2 separate regions of the Callithrix jacchus genome follow, and region 2 is linked to region 1. A link is a contact called in public Hi-C data. All regions are on one chromosome and are shown on one strand. The core of a region is the stretch at or near the end of the contact, and the rest is flanking DNA. Distances in the headings are between cores, read along the strand shown. Region 1 overlaps LIMCH1 (LIM and calponin homology domains 1). Region 2 overlaps LIMCH1 (LIM and calponin homology domains 1).

What was found. Hi-C and Micro-C count contacts between places; a contact is called where the count stands out from the background.
Region 2: a contact with region 1 is called in a Hi-C map of skeletal muscle, with 1.6 times the contacts expected there. The contact joins two enhancer-like sites.

Annotation. Positions count from the first base shown.
Region 1 is chr3:152,171,659-152,178,495 of calJac240_pri, reverse strand. The region is part of intron 8 of LIMCH1 (LIM and calponin homology domains 1); the gene reads left to right. Among named protein-coding and RNA genes, the nearest start is that of PHOX2B, 120 kb to the right of the region's middle. Within about 2 kb of position 3,190, at least 3 of the 16 cell types and tissues checked have an H3K27ac peak or open chromatin away from gene starts, as enhancers often do. A contact at or near this core is called in skeletal muscle, where this site is marked.
Region 2 is chr3:152,376,218-152,383,123 of calJac240_pri, reverse strand. All of the region lies in intron 1 of LIMCH1 (LIM and calponin homology domains 1), which reads left to right. Among named protein-coding and RNA genes, the nearest start is that of LIMCH1, 78 kb to the left of the region's middle. Within about 2 kb of position 4,818, at least 3 of the 16 cell types and tissues checked have an H3K27ac peak or open chromatin away from gene starts, as enhancers often do. A contact at or near this core is called in skeletal muscle, where this site is marked.

The sequences.
Region 1 (6,837 bases), core at 1,941-4,440:
AGCATACCTTGTACACGTATACCTAATACAGTGCCTTCACATCACTTCATTCATGTGGATTCAGTGTAGTACTTAGTGCATAGCAAAATTCAAGTTTTGCTTTTTGAAACTTTGTGGAATTTTTTTCTCCCAAATAATTTCCACTGAGGTTGGTTGAATCCACCAGTGCTGAACCCACTGATAGGGAGGGCCAACTACTTCTAGTATTTTTTTTTCAAACCTCTTACTGATTTTTACTCAGACATTTTTAGAACTTCTTTCTGGTTTTGACTAGGGATGGAGATGTTCAGCATATCTGTGCTTCTGAGCCTTCCCTAGAAATTAAAGCAGAAACTGCCATCCGTGATGACTTTGCCAACCGCAAAGCAAGGGCCTCTAAGAAAGCTTCCAGCCCCAAGCAAAAGTTTGTGCACTTTGGACCAGTGACGGAGATAGACCAGCAGAAATGGAAGCGGCTTAGCATTGGCAAGGCTGGGCCTAGAGAGGATGAAGAAGAAGTCATCTGTCATGGCAGCAAGATCCAAACGGACTCTATGTCTCCTGTCTCAGTGGCCGCTTCCAGCTTAAAGGGGCACCAAGCGCTTAATGACTACAGGTATTTTTCACCATACATGAGCAAGGATATCTGCATGGGAGTCACTGCTGCTTTTTTTTATGAGATGGAGTCTTGCTCTGTTGCCCAGGCTGGAGTGCAGTGACGTGATCTTGGCCCACTGTAACGTCCGCATCCCAGATTCAAGCGATTCTCCTGCCTCAGCCTCCTGAGTAGCTAGGATTACACGCACGTGCCACCACACCAAGCTAATTTTTATGTTTTTAGTAGAGACGGGGTTTCTCCATGTTGGCCAGGCTGGTCTCAAACTCCTGACTTCGTGACCTTCCCGCCTCAGCCTTCCAAAGTGCTGGGATTACAGGCGTGAGCCACTGTGCCTGGTCCCACTGCTGCTTTTAAAGAGTTTGCTGAAGAACATTATACAAACCCCTAGAGGTGACATAGTTTTAACAGACTATGTATAGCAGAGAAGTAATGTTAGTTGGTCCCCTTGGGGGGAATGTGTGTGTGAAGTTAAATGGCAGGCATCCATTTTGATTCTGTTGTCACCAGAATCACTGCCTGGGAATGTCAATAATCTTGACAAATGACCCTTTTTCCCTTGGCTGCATCCAGCACTGTTTTATTAGTTGAAAATATTGAATGAGCTAAATGGAATGTTTTAATGATATCACTAGGATTTCTTGGGCTTATCTATAACCTCTCTCTTTCCTATGCCTTAGAGAGAGGAAGAAAAAGTTATTAGTATCATGAATTCACATTTTGGACATCTAAGTAGACATATTAAAAAAGTAAAGGTCTCCTTCCTCCCTACTTTTTAAAATTGTATAATAAATCAGGAGTCTAAAAACACTCCTCTTTGGCGGTTTCTATAAGCCAAGACTTTTCTTGGACGAATCACCATCCAAATGTGTAGGGGAAGAACATCTTATAGGCCTGTCCCTAGTTCTGGTCCTCCCTGGAGGCCACCCAGTTTTGAATTCCCAAGTCCTCTTTTGGGGATTTGGTTCTGTGGGCTGATCTTTCTTCCAGGAAACACATATAGGACGTGTGTAAAACTGGATGGTCCCCAGGAACCTCCATTCCATCTGTACAGTGGGAGCAAAATGAGGCTCTCCATAGCCAGAGGAAGTGTTCCTAGCATTCTTCTTTATACTTTGCCCTTGAAATCCAAAGGAAATAATGGATGGCCCCATGACAAGGGTTTCTTTGGTTCCAGATTCTGGGTGACACCATAGAAGAGAGAAGGCTGTGAACATCAGAAATAAAGAGTTGAGGTTTCAGAGGCTGGTGGGAATCTGAGGTGGGGAGGGTGTAGGAAAGTAATAAGAAATACATCCTTCAGGCCTTGAATCCTGAGGGGCCCATCACTCAGTCTTGTGGTGACAGTCACGCCAGCCTTGTTTGACCTTCATAGACCCTAGCCAGAGTTCACATTCCATTATCTCAATCTGATTATATCATCCTTACTAACCAGCCTTTGGAATGAGAGCAGCCACATTCTTCTCTTAATCTTTCAGTCCCAAGGACATTCATTGTCTTCTTTTGTAACCCTTGTTCCTCTCCTTTCTTGCCACCAATGCTACTTGATCGTCTGCAGAACAGTGAATTCTGGCCTAGGTGACTATTGCAGAAGGGCCTCGTGGCTGGCTCCTGTGCCGGAGTCCCAGGAAGAGTGGGTCTGCAGTCTGGGCGAGTGCCCGAGGGGGACAGAGGAAGGTGAGGAGCAGTGTTTCCTGCCTCTCCAGGAGGTGAAGGAGGACAGGTGGGGTCAGGGCCTCTGGTGTGAATTCTTTCCTAGGAGTGAAACTATCCTCTCTGGCTTTAGTTACATCCAAACAGCTGCCACAGGATGGCAAAGAAGAAATGGAAAGTGCTCTGAGAGATTCCAAGAGGCTGTCAAAGGCAGAAAGATCAGAAGAGAGCAGCCAGCCACTGTGAGCATCTTGCCTGCGCTCTGCTCCGTGGTGTGTTGCCCCTGCTGTGTGTGGCTGTCGTGTTTCCAAAAAAATCAGCTTAAAGGCCCAGTCTGCACTTGGCAGCTGATAGAGGGTGGAGTAAAGTCACTAAAAGAGTGTTCTCATCCCAAGATCAGAGTGCTGCTTCTGGTGCCCGCTCTGGGTAGTGATTTTAGCCTTTGCATGTGGCTGAGTACTGGCCAAATTTCATTCTCAGGACTCATGAAAACCAGAAAGGGAAACCTATCCTGTGTGAGTACCAGCTGCATGACAGCAGGTCCCAGTGTTCAAAAGGGAGATATCCTGCTCAGCTGCTGTGTGTGCCGCTGCCTCCAGGGACGCTGGCTTCTTCTGTCTTGAATTAACGCCAGTGAGTGACGCTACTGAAAATATCTTTAGCAGTAAGTGGCCTTTGACTGGCTGGACTGAATGTTGCCCTAGGGTGTGTCCTCTGGCCTCTGAGTATGAGGCTTCAGGGACAGAAGAGAAGTTGGAGAAGATGACAGCTCCTGCCTGGAGTGGCAGTGGACTGAAAGGCCAGCGAAAGTTGGATGATACACGAAAAGACGATATGATGGCCAGGAGAACTGGGATGTCCCTTAGACACACTGGATCCAACCCAAACCAGTTCCTTCCAGTTCCGTTTGCAAAGAAACAGGAGGTGGAAGAATCTTCTAAGGGTCCACCCATGAAAGATCAGAGGTCAGAAGGTTATTCTGTGCCCTTGTGACTTTGTTTCTCTAGTCTAAGCTTTCAGTATGTTCTTGATGCATATGGCGCCTCAGTGCCACTTACCTGCTGTTGCTAGCAGAAACAGAATGATTAAAATTGGCCTCATGTGCCAAGAATTTTTTCCTCTTTTTTGGCATGTAAGCAAGTATAATTCGGGGGTGAATTTACCTGCTAAACATTTTTTGTTTCTGACTCTTGTGGACTTAGTAAATGGGAAATTCTTTTCTTTCTAGCTCACAAAGGAGCCTTTGGGTAAAGGGGTTGAACTTCTTTCTGACTTACTTGATTTCACTCTGATTCCAGGTACAAAGAAAATGAATACCATTTACAAAAGTTGTAATTATATTGATTTTCCAACATTAGCAAACACTCGTTGCCTTCTGGAGGTAGGATTTCTATTCCATGCTCTGACTTAACTTAGAATTAAGCACAACTTGATGACAAGTAAGGGAATAATTATCCTGGGGTTCATGTTCCAGTTTAGAGTCCTATGTGTTGAAGCCTCTCTTGCCATTTAATAAAAGTGATACATTTTTGTTAAATATATGGTTAGCCTACCAATATAGGGCAAAGGAATGGGGAGTGCTTTGCATAATTTATAAGCTCACCATAAAATAGGAAGCTATGGAGTTCTTTTTCTGCAAGGACCCTGATGGCAATGGGACAGAAGAAGGCAGAGTGGGAGGCAAAGAAAACAGTAGGTAATCTCCATATTTTTGAAAAATAAATACCCTAGCCATCTTTATCAGCTGAATATAATTTATATTTTACATTCTTCTGAATAAAACAGTAATGGAGCCTAGCACTGTTTTGTATTTTTAGTAGAGACAGGGTTTTGCCATATTGGTTAGGCTGGTCTCAAATTCCTAACCTCAAGTGATCCACCCGCCTAGGCCTCCCAAAGTCCTGGGATTGCAGATGTGAGCCACTGTACCTGGCCTGTCACTGTCTTTGTGATTTAGGAAAGAGTCCTCTTTATTTTCACATGGGAGTGGATGGTTACTCTGAGCACAAGGAGGAATGGTCAGGTGAACTATGTGACATACTGTGTGATTGATTGAGCCAGCATTCACCGTAAGGATGCACATTTCCTTTCAACAAGTGTTTATTGAGTAATAGTCACTGTGTGTAAAGGACTGTGCTGGGTGATGGGGGGTAATTTTAGATGAGCAGTAAAACCATTTTCTCTCCCTCTCACTTTAAATTTAGCTAGTGCTAGTTCATGATATAGAAATAGATAACTAGCAAATTGTTGATTCTAAAATGTTTTATTAGTAGTGAAAGTTACATAAATATAGTCAATGGATACATAGGCTGTTATCTTTATCTTTCTACCTACCCTTACCCTCAAAAGTAAACTTTATTTTTTTTGAGACAGGATCTCACTCTGTCGCCCAAATTGGAGTATAGTGGTGTGATCACAGTTCATGGGAGCCTGGACCTCCCAGACTCAAGCAATCCTCCCACCTCAGCCTCCCAAGTAACTGGGACCACAGGCGCATACACCACTATACTTGGCTACTATTTTTGTTTTTCTTTTGTAGATGTCCATGAAAAGCTGTTAATTACAGGGTCTCACTGTGTTGCCTAGGTGGTTTCGAACTCCTGGGCTCAGTGATCCTTCCACCTTAGCCTCCCAAGTATTAGGATTACAGGCATGAGCCACCATGGTGCCAAGCCTCAAAATTAAACTTTATTGACTTTTTTTTTTTTGTAATGGGATGCTTATGTCAACTGTGACCTGTCTGGCCTGTTTTGTACCTCATAGCCTATTGACTCAGGTACTTTGCATTAAACAGATTGCTTTATTAGTGTTCCCCACCCCCAACTTGCCTTTACTTTTTGGTCTCCTGTAGAATGATTGGGAAAGTCACTTGACACCTCAGCTCTAATTATCTCCCCCTTGCCAGCAAAGGCAATTCTGCTGAAGTTGGTGCCCTTTTAAAGCTAATACATCAGTCTCAAAGGAAATTCCTTAAACCCACAGTACATAGGAAAGGGATAAATGAAGGTTATCTTTGGAAACTGGGCTATTCTTTTCAATTTTTAGAGCACCTGGTAAGCATTTAATAAATACTTATTGAGGAACTAGTTTGGTTGCTGTTCAGGGAACCCAAACAGAAAAATCTCTGCTCCTGTGGGACTTACCTTTTTTTTGGTAGAGATGTCCATGAAATGCTGTTAATTACTTTGTGTAGAAACAACTTAAATTCAGATATATCCTAGATGCAACAACATAGTTGAAACTCACAAACAAAATGTGTTAAAGAAGCCCAGCTCACGAGTACATACTATTTGAGTCTGTTTACATAGTACAAAACGCTCAACACTAATCTATGCATATGTTCAGTTCGTGAAAATTCATTGATGTATATGTGTGGTATGTACACTTTGTACACTTTCTGTATCTGTAATAAGATGTTAATGCACTATCTGTAATAAGATGTTAATTAGAATGTTCAAATTAGGACACAGAAACACATAGCAACTATTAATAGATTCTTGATTAACCATCCATTGGGAAGAAATTCTCTGCTGTCTTGCATAGATAACTTGCATAGAAAACACTGTGTTTTAATAAATTTATTCCAATAGGCTTATTTATTAACTGGGAAACATTTATCTAGTCTTCAGAATTAATATTGCCCTGTACTCTTTTTCTTTCTTTCTCTCTTTTTCTTTCTTTCATCTCTTTCTCTCTCTTTCTTTTCTTTCTCTTTTTCTTTCTTTCACAGAATCTTACTCTGTCATCACCTAGGCTGGTGTACAGTGGTGTGATACCTGCCTCCTCAGCTCAAACTATTCTCCTGCCTCAGCCTCCAGAGTGGCTGGGACCACAGGCATGCGCCACCATGCCCAGCTAATTTTTTGTGTTTTTGGTAGAGATGAGGTTTCACCATGTTACCCAGGCTGGTCTTGAACTCCTGAGCTTTTAAACAATCTGTTCGCCTTGACCTCCCAAAATGCTGGGATTACAAGCATGAGTCACCATGCCCATGCCATTCTCTCTTGATGTGAAAGAATCCACTCATTATCTGCTTCAGTGTAGTAGTGTTTTGGAAAATTGAGAATATTAGATTCTACTTAAACATCTTCTGAAACGTTCCTCTGGAGAAAGAGAAAATGAGTCTTACTGCTAGAAAAAAAAACATACCTAAACCCTTTCCTTGCCTTGCTTTTGGCCATTTCCACAGAGATTTGGGGTTTTGCCCTGGCATGGTTGCCTTCACTGTTAATTAAGTAATTATCAATGAATGCAGACTATTTTAGAATGATAAAAGCCTAAGAAAGAAGAGGGTATGTGTGCGTACGTACACTCATGCATTCTGGGCTGTTTCCTCTAAGACTGCAGAAGAGATTTTTAGAAATTACCCTTTTCCTATAAACTATTGTGTAACTGATCATGGGACAGGTAATTTTTGCTGCTGACTCCAAAATGTAATTTATTGGAAACTGGAAGCAGGATGTATTTGCTTTACTATTCTTTGTCCGCCATCAGAATTGCAGAAAGAAGAAGCTTTTCAGAATATAGGTAAGAACTGACCCTTAAAACTCACCTTTGCTGAAGAGACAGGCATTTTTAGGAGCTGTGTT
Region 2 (6,906 bases), core at 3,569-6,068, 200 kb before region 1:
TTTTCCTGTCTACTCACATTTTTCCTTACCCATCATCTTGTTAGATTACATGTAGACTGAATCTTCTAACTACATTTTTAAAGTTCTAAATCTTTTCTTGTGCTATTATGAGTTCTGGGTGATTACTTCAACCAGCAATGAATGACTAAGGTCTGAGGGGATTAGTGTTGGTACTATAGGAGAAGAAAACAAAAACTTTAATAATTTTAATAATAATCACTAACACTAATTGAATACAGAATCTGCATCTAGTTCCTTAATGAAGTTTTCTTTTTCCCATGAAATCATAGTTAATCTTATCTCCACCTTGTAAGGTAGCTATGACTATTACTTGCATATTGCAGGTGAAGAAATTTAGGCTAGGATGTTAAGTAATTTGTCCAAGGCAATATACTTAGTACGATTAGCACTGGAATTTGAATCCAAGATCATTTGATTTCAAAATAGCTATTTTTCCCCATTCAGCTCTATAGTACAGATAAATTTGAGTTTAAAATAGGGAGGTTATATTCCTGGCTGATACATGTTGTATGAACACTGTCTGAGTGGATTAACTGTGGCAGCTAAAAATAACAGGGTGTATTGTTGCCTTTTTGTATAGTCTAAACTTCTTGTCTGGATGACTTTAAAATATGTGTTGCTGCTCCTGATTCCTAACAGGGACCTTTAGAGACCTGGAAGCCTGTCCTTTGTGTAACTCTCTACGATTCTGTGGACAGGTGGCCCTCATCTGCATCTCTAACAGAAGGGTTAGTAATGAGAAGTAAGGGTACAGATAGAAGCTAGGAAAACAAATAGGCTGTACCTTCTGGTCTGAATTATTTTCTCATTTTTCTAATCCCTGACAACTTTCTCAATAAACTGGCCTAGCAAGTAAATCCATGGGTCCTCTGTCCTTGTTGGGAATAGCGTCATTTGGGCACAACTTTGCCATCAGTGTTCCATTTCAAAACATTTCCTGAGGTAAACATTAAGGCCTGAATGACTGCTATAGGTTGAGATTTTCATTTGAATTTTGAGGCTTACTTAGATGGACACCATTTTTCAATTACAACGATCTTTCCTGTCTTAAAACCTGATTGTTAAAATACAGGACATATGGGAGATCTTAAAAAGATCAAGTTCCAAGTGTAATTCTTTTTTCAAGTAGGCAGGGGAGTCTGGTGCATAATGTTCCAATCTAGTTTCACGGTTCTTTTGATCAACCCAAAATGAAACTGAACAAGACAGCATCTCTCAAAGGGTTAATACCCTGGAATTTCACACTTAACAATTGGCATTATGTTCTTTGCATTCTTGAGGAATTTTCTCACTGTTGTCAAAAGACTTTGGTTTGTTATGCAAGACAGTGGTCCAGTGACTTTGCATATCACATTCTCTTAACATGAGGGAAATCCCTGCATGCTAATTGGAGGAGGAAAAAAGTAGTGCAAGTGGTTCTTTGGCTCCAGATGAATTAAGTGAGGGAGTGCATTTAGTGAAAAACCAAAGCACAACAAAACCCTTGCAAATGAACGGGCATCCTGTTGAAATGGCTGCTGACTCTGGTCATTTTGTGTACGCCTTACTGCTCTGTCACTGCGATCTCATTTTTTTGGGGGGAAACACTTGAATGTATATATAGTTTGCTCTTTTTTTATTTTTCTGATTGCTTTTATTACCTATTGCTGTATAAGAAACCATTCTAAACGTAGTGGCTTAAAAATAACAACAATTTATTGTTTATTAAGATTCTAGGAGTTGACTATTCCAATTCTATTCCATGGAGCATCGGCTGGTCCCTATGTTCAGTTGGTGCTGGGGCTAGGCTGGAAGGTTCAAGATGTTTTTTCTCATGTCTGGGCCCTCAGCGCTTCTCCACGTGGCCTCTCTACCTGGCAAGTTTGGGTGCCGTCATAGCATGGTGGTCTCTGGGTAGTTGGACTTCCTCAGGTTGCTGGCCTTTAAGAAAAAGAAAGCAGAAGCTGTCAATCTTCTTAAGGCCAAGCTTGAAAGTGGCAGCATGTTACTTCCACTATATCCTGTTGGTTAAAGGAAGCTCTAGAGTCAGTCCAGATTCCAGGGAAGTAGGGGAAATAGACCCTATTTCTGGAACAGTGGAGTGCCATGTCTCTACAGGAGGAAAAGAATTGATGGCCCAAATTGTACAAGTGGAGGGAGCACTGAGGGCAGAGGGGCTCATCCTGGTTTGTGAGAACACAAAGGGCAGGGGAGAGTTTTGTCCCACTGTCTGTTTAGGGTTCTGGGCAAACGCTGCTATGTGAGTAACTTCATGCCAACTTGGAAGGGGTGCATAGTGACATAAGAGGACAAATTGGTGAGGTCAGGTGGAGGAGGGCCCAGGGGCACTCACCAAGCCTCTCTCAGCTCTTCTATGGTGGCAGAAGGAGCCAGATGTTCTGGAATTCTTTCAAGAGAGGGCTCAGAAGGCAGCTGAGCTAAGAGGCAGTGGGCTTAGGCTAGGAACTGGGTGGAAAATAGACCCAGAGCTAGCTGTGGCACCACTGGAGGCCAGCCAGTGGTACTCTAAGCCCTGACCACCAGCTGTGGACATCAGTTGCAGATGTCCATGGAATGTCCAGGGTTGTAGAGCTAGTCGGTCTCACTCCCATGGTCACCAGGCCAGGCAGCATCCCAGACTAGCTGCTTTGCAGCCGAGGGCAGGTAGGATGCAGAGGACAACATGTGATTTGCATTCTCCATCTCTCATATCACCATAATAATGGAGACACTCTCCTCTCTCCCCATATACCTGGTTACTGTTGTTCTTTTTTTTCCCCAAGCCAGAGTGTCACTCTGTCACCCAGGCTGGAGTGCAGTGATGCGATCTCGGCTCACTGCAATCTCCACCTCCCGGGTTCAAGCAATTCTCCTGCCTCAGTCCAGCCTCCCGAGTAGCTGGGACTACAGACACCCATCACCATGTCTGGCTAATTTTTGTATTTTTAGTAGAGCTGGGGTTTCACCATGTTGGCCAGGCTGGTCTCAGACTCCTGACCTCAGATGATCTGCCAGCCCTGGCTTCCCAAAGTGCTGGGATTATGGGCGTGAGCCACCACGCCCTGGTGACTGTCTTGATGAACAGAAATCTGAGTGACTGAGCCTGATGTTTAAAAGGACTGAACCTAAAGGAACTGTTTAATTTATTGCCTAGGAGTAAATATTTGCCAGATTTTTCTACAGTCAGGTCTCCCTTTTTTTAGTAGTCTGAATAAAGTCTTCCTAGGGATGTTCACATCCTAATTTTTAGAGCCTCTGGCTATGTTATCGTATATGGAAAAAGAGACTTTGCAGATGTGGTTAAGTCGAAGATCTTGAGATGGGGAGATTATTCTACATCATCTCAGTGGACTCTGTGTTATCATAGAAGTCCTTGTAAGGGGGAAGCTGGACATCAGAAACAGAAAAAGGAGAGATGGTGATGGAACCAGGTATTGAAATGATGCACTTCGATGACGGAAGAAGGGCCCGGGGGCAAAGGAAAACAGGCGGCCTCTAAAAGCTGGAAAATAGCCCTGCCAACACCAGGACATTACATTTCCTACCCTCGAACTGTAAGAGTCAATTTGTGTAGTTTTAAGATACTAACAGAGACACTGTCTGGAAACATCATGCAAGATGTTTTATATAAGAACATCTTATATATCAAGGCTGGGCACAGTGGCTCATACCTGTAATCCCAGCACTTTGGAAAGCCAAGGCAGGTGGATCACAAGGTTCAGGAGTCCAAGACCAGCCTGACCAACATGGTAAAACCCCATCTCTACGAAAAATACAAAATTAGCTGGGTGTGTTGGTGCATGCCTGTAATCCTAGCTATTTGGGAGACTGAGGCAAGAGAATCACTTGAACTCAGTAGGTGGAGGTTGCAGTGAGCTGAGATGGCACCAGCGCACTACAGCCTGGGTGACAGTGAGACTGTCTCAAAAAAAAAAAAAAAGTATCAAGTAGAAGTTTATATACAGAGTAAGCTTTTAGTATCTCAGAAATCTTATTTCTGAAGTCCTATATTGTTGTAACTTATTGACATGATGATTCCTATAGTAGAAATAATATGAAAACAATTGCTACTACATGACTTATTATCTACTCCTTATTTTGAAGACTTTACTCAATTTCTCCAGAAATAACCATTGTACCATATTTGTTCTACTTTCAATGATATAGGCACTTTTCAATTCATTTATTCCGTTTGTAAAGTTTAGTTCTAATAAAGCTCATAGAGCCACAAGAAAATCTCTTTAAACCTTGTTTTTCTATTAAATAAATACATTCTGGGTTGTAAGTTAGGAGTTCCAGGAATTCTTGTTCCCTCTTTGGAGGTGATGGTGGCGGTGGTTTGAGCTATCTCCTTACCTAGATCTAGGTACCTAGACTCCACATCTGTTCACTTTCTGCCATTTCTCCGTCTGTGTAGAGATGGTACAACATTTGTCTGAACATAAGTATACCTACAGTTTGCCTCTCCTTGAGCTTTTCTGACACAGAGAAGCAAGCAGTTGCCCCCACTGGAGGACTGGGGTTGCAGACTTACTTAGAGGCTGATCATGGGTCTGGGGTATTAAAAAATAATGTCCATATGTTGGGCACAGCTTGAATTAAGAATAATCTTCGTGAGCCAGTTAATGCTGTGAGAGATTTTTTCCTAACATTGTCATTATGCTATTTGCAGCACAAGTTCCAACACAACAGCTTTTCCGTTTTATCATAGGGATTGTCGAGGCAGCATGTAAAGTTGTTAAAATGATGGCACCAGGACAATCTGTGTGGGAGATGCTGTCAGGACTGGAAATGGAATGCAGAAATTTCTAAATTTCTGTGCATAGGATTTGGTCCTTCCAAAGGAACCTTCATATGTATTTCAGTTCTTGCCCAAGATGGGAAACTAGGATTTTGTCAGCGTCTGGGTATATACTGGAAGTGTGGAGCTGGTTGAAAAAAAATCATGAAGGAGCTATAAAGCAGACAGTTAGGGTAAAAATACATGGTTTTTGTCTGGTCTTCTGCGTTTCCTATGTGAAAGGTGAATCCTTGAATCTGAAAATAAAAGCATCTCCAGTGTCTCCTAGAGAATGTGTCAAATACTGTCACGGACCTCGGATCCCTTTCATTGCATTCTTTGTTATTTCTAAATGTGAGCTTCACACAAATCTTCTTTTAAGAAGGATTTCCAGAAGGCCTACTGTAGCTGTGTGCATGCTTTAAAATAAAAGTAAATCCCTTTCTCACTTAAACAAGACAAACCACCAACCTATTTGTTTCCATGAAAAATATCTTTGCATGTCTAGACAGTAGTGCTGATCAGCTGCCTTTTGTAAGGAAGGGATACAGAAAAACTATTATTCTCCCCAGAAACCTTGTAAGGCCCTATGTGACCCAAGTGACCTCTCACTCAACTAGTGAAACAGGAGCCAGAAGTGTGCAAGGAGCCAGAGCTGGAGCTTGATGCTGATGTTGTAAATCAGCCTTGGCATTACCGGGCTTTCCTGTTTTTAGCCAGCAGTCCTTAGGGACTGTTGCTGATTGAGGGTGAAAAAACTTTCAGAACCATTGTGAGTGGTGACACTGACATATCATTAGGCTTCCACCCAGATGGCATTTGAAACAAATAGAAAGGAAACTGTAATGAAATTAACTTAAAGAGGAAAGAATTAAAGCACAGTTTTACAGGCAAACATAGCATGGGAAAGATTGAAAGGGAGCTTTGATTTGCTCTCTGCTTTTGCTAGATACTGTGCTTGGTGTGTTGTAGGTGGACTTCACAATAATGAGAAAAGGTTTTTGTTTTTCATTTATAGAGTGGCCGGGAGCGCCGTATACCTGGTAGTTGAAGTTGTCTGTGTTTACCTCTCTTTTCCTTGTAAATTCAGTTCTCTCTTCTCCTAGGCATCTTCTTCTGTGTTTATGACTATAAATCATTAAAGCAGTTCCTGAAAACTGTGCTTAGGTCTTTAGCTGATGTTGGATGCAGTTGAGAATTTTTTGCTTTCACAGTGGCCCAAAGTAAATTGTCACATGTGCTTAAGTCTGGACCCTGCAGTAACCACTAGATTATCATATCCATATCCAGTCCATGGTGCCCTGAATTCGTTACCAAAATATCTTCCACCTGGAATATGAGAAAATGCTGAGAGCATTCATTATTTTATTGCAGGATAGCTGTTTTCCCCAAATAGCTGCCATTTTTTTTCACACAGCTGTGGAACAAACCACAACCAAAGTGTATTCAAATGATTGACCCTTGTGTTGAACAAATGTTAAAATTGCCCATTTTATGGCATGAGGAAGAAGCTGCTCATTGTACCCTCCTTCATCCATATCTGCACAGATGAGAGAATGGAGGTCCAGAGAAGTAAAGTGACTTGTTCAGGTCACGTCGTCAGGCAAGTAGTGGAGCAAAGACTCATACTTGGTTCTGTCTGATTACAGTGCTTGTGCCTTTTAATTTTTTTTTCTTTTTTTTGAGACAGCGTCTTGCTCTGTCACCCAGGCTGGAGTGCAGTGGCTTGATCCCAGCTCACTGCAATCTCCATTTCCTGAATAAAGCAATTCTTATGCCTCAACCTCCCGAGTAGTTGGGATTACAGGCATGCACCATCACACCTGGCTAATTTTTGTATTTTTAGTAGACACGGGGTTTCGCCATGTTGGCTAGGCTGTTCTTGAACTCCTGGCCTCAAGCAGTTCACCTGCCTTGGCTTCCCAAAGTACTGGGATTACAGGCACGAGCCACCACACCTGGCTGGCTTGTGCCTTTTTATTACAGAGCTTTTCAAACTTTTGCAGTGAAGGACTACTTTTTTTGTTTTGCTTTTGTTTTTAAAATTTCCAATCCACTGTAATACAGGGCTGACTGCACAGAATCAGCATGCAGCTTGTATCACATGCACCTCACCCAGGCCAGTT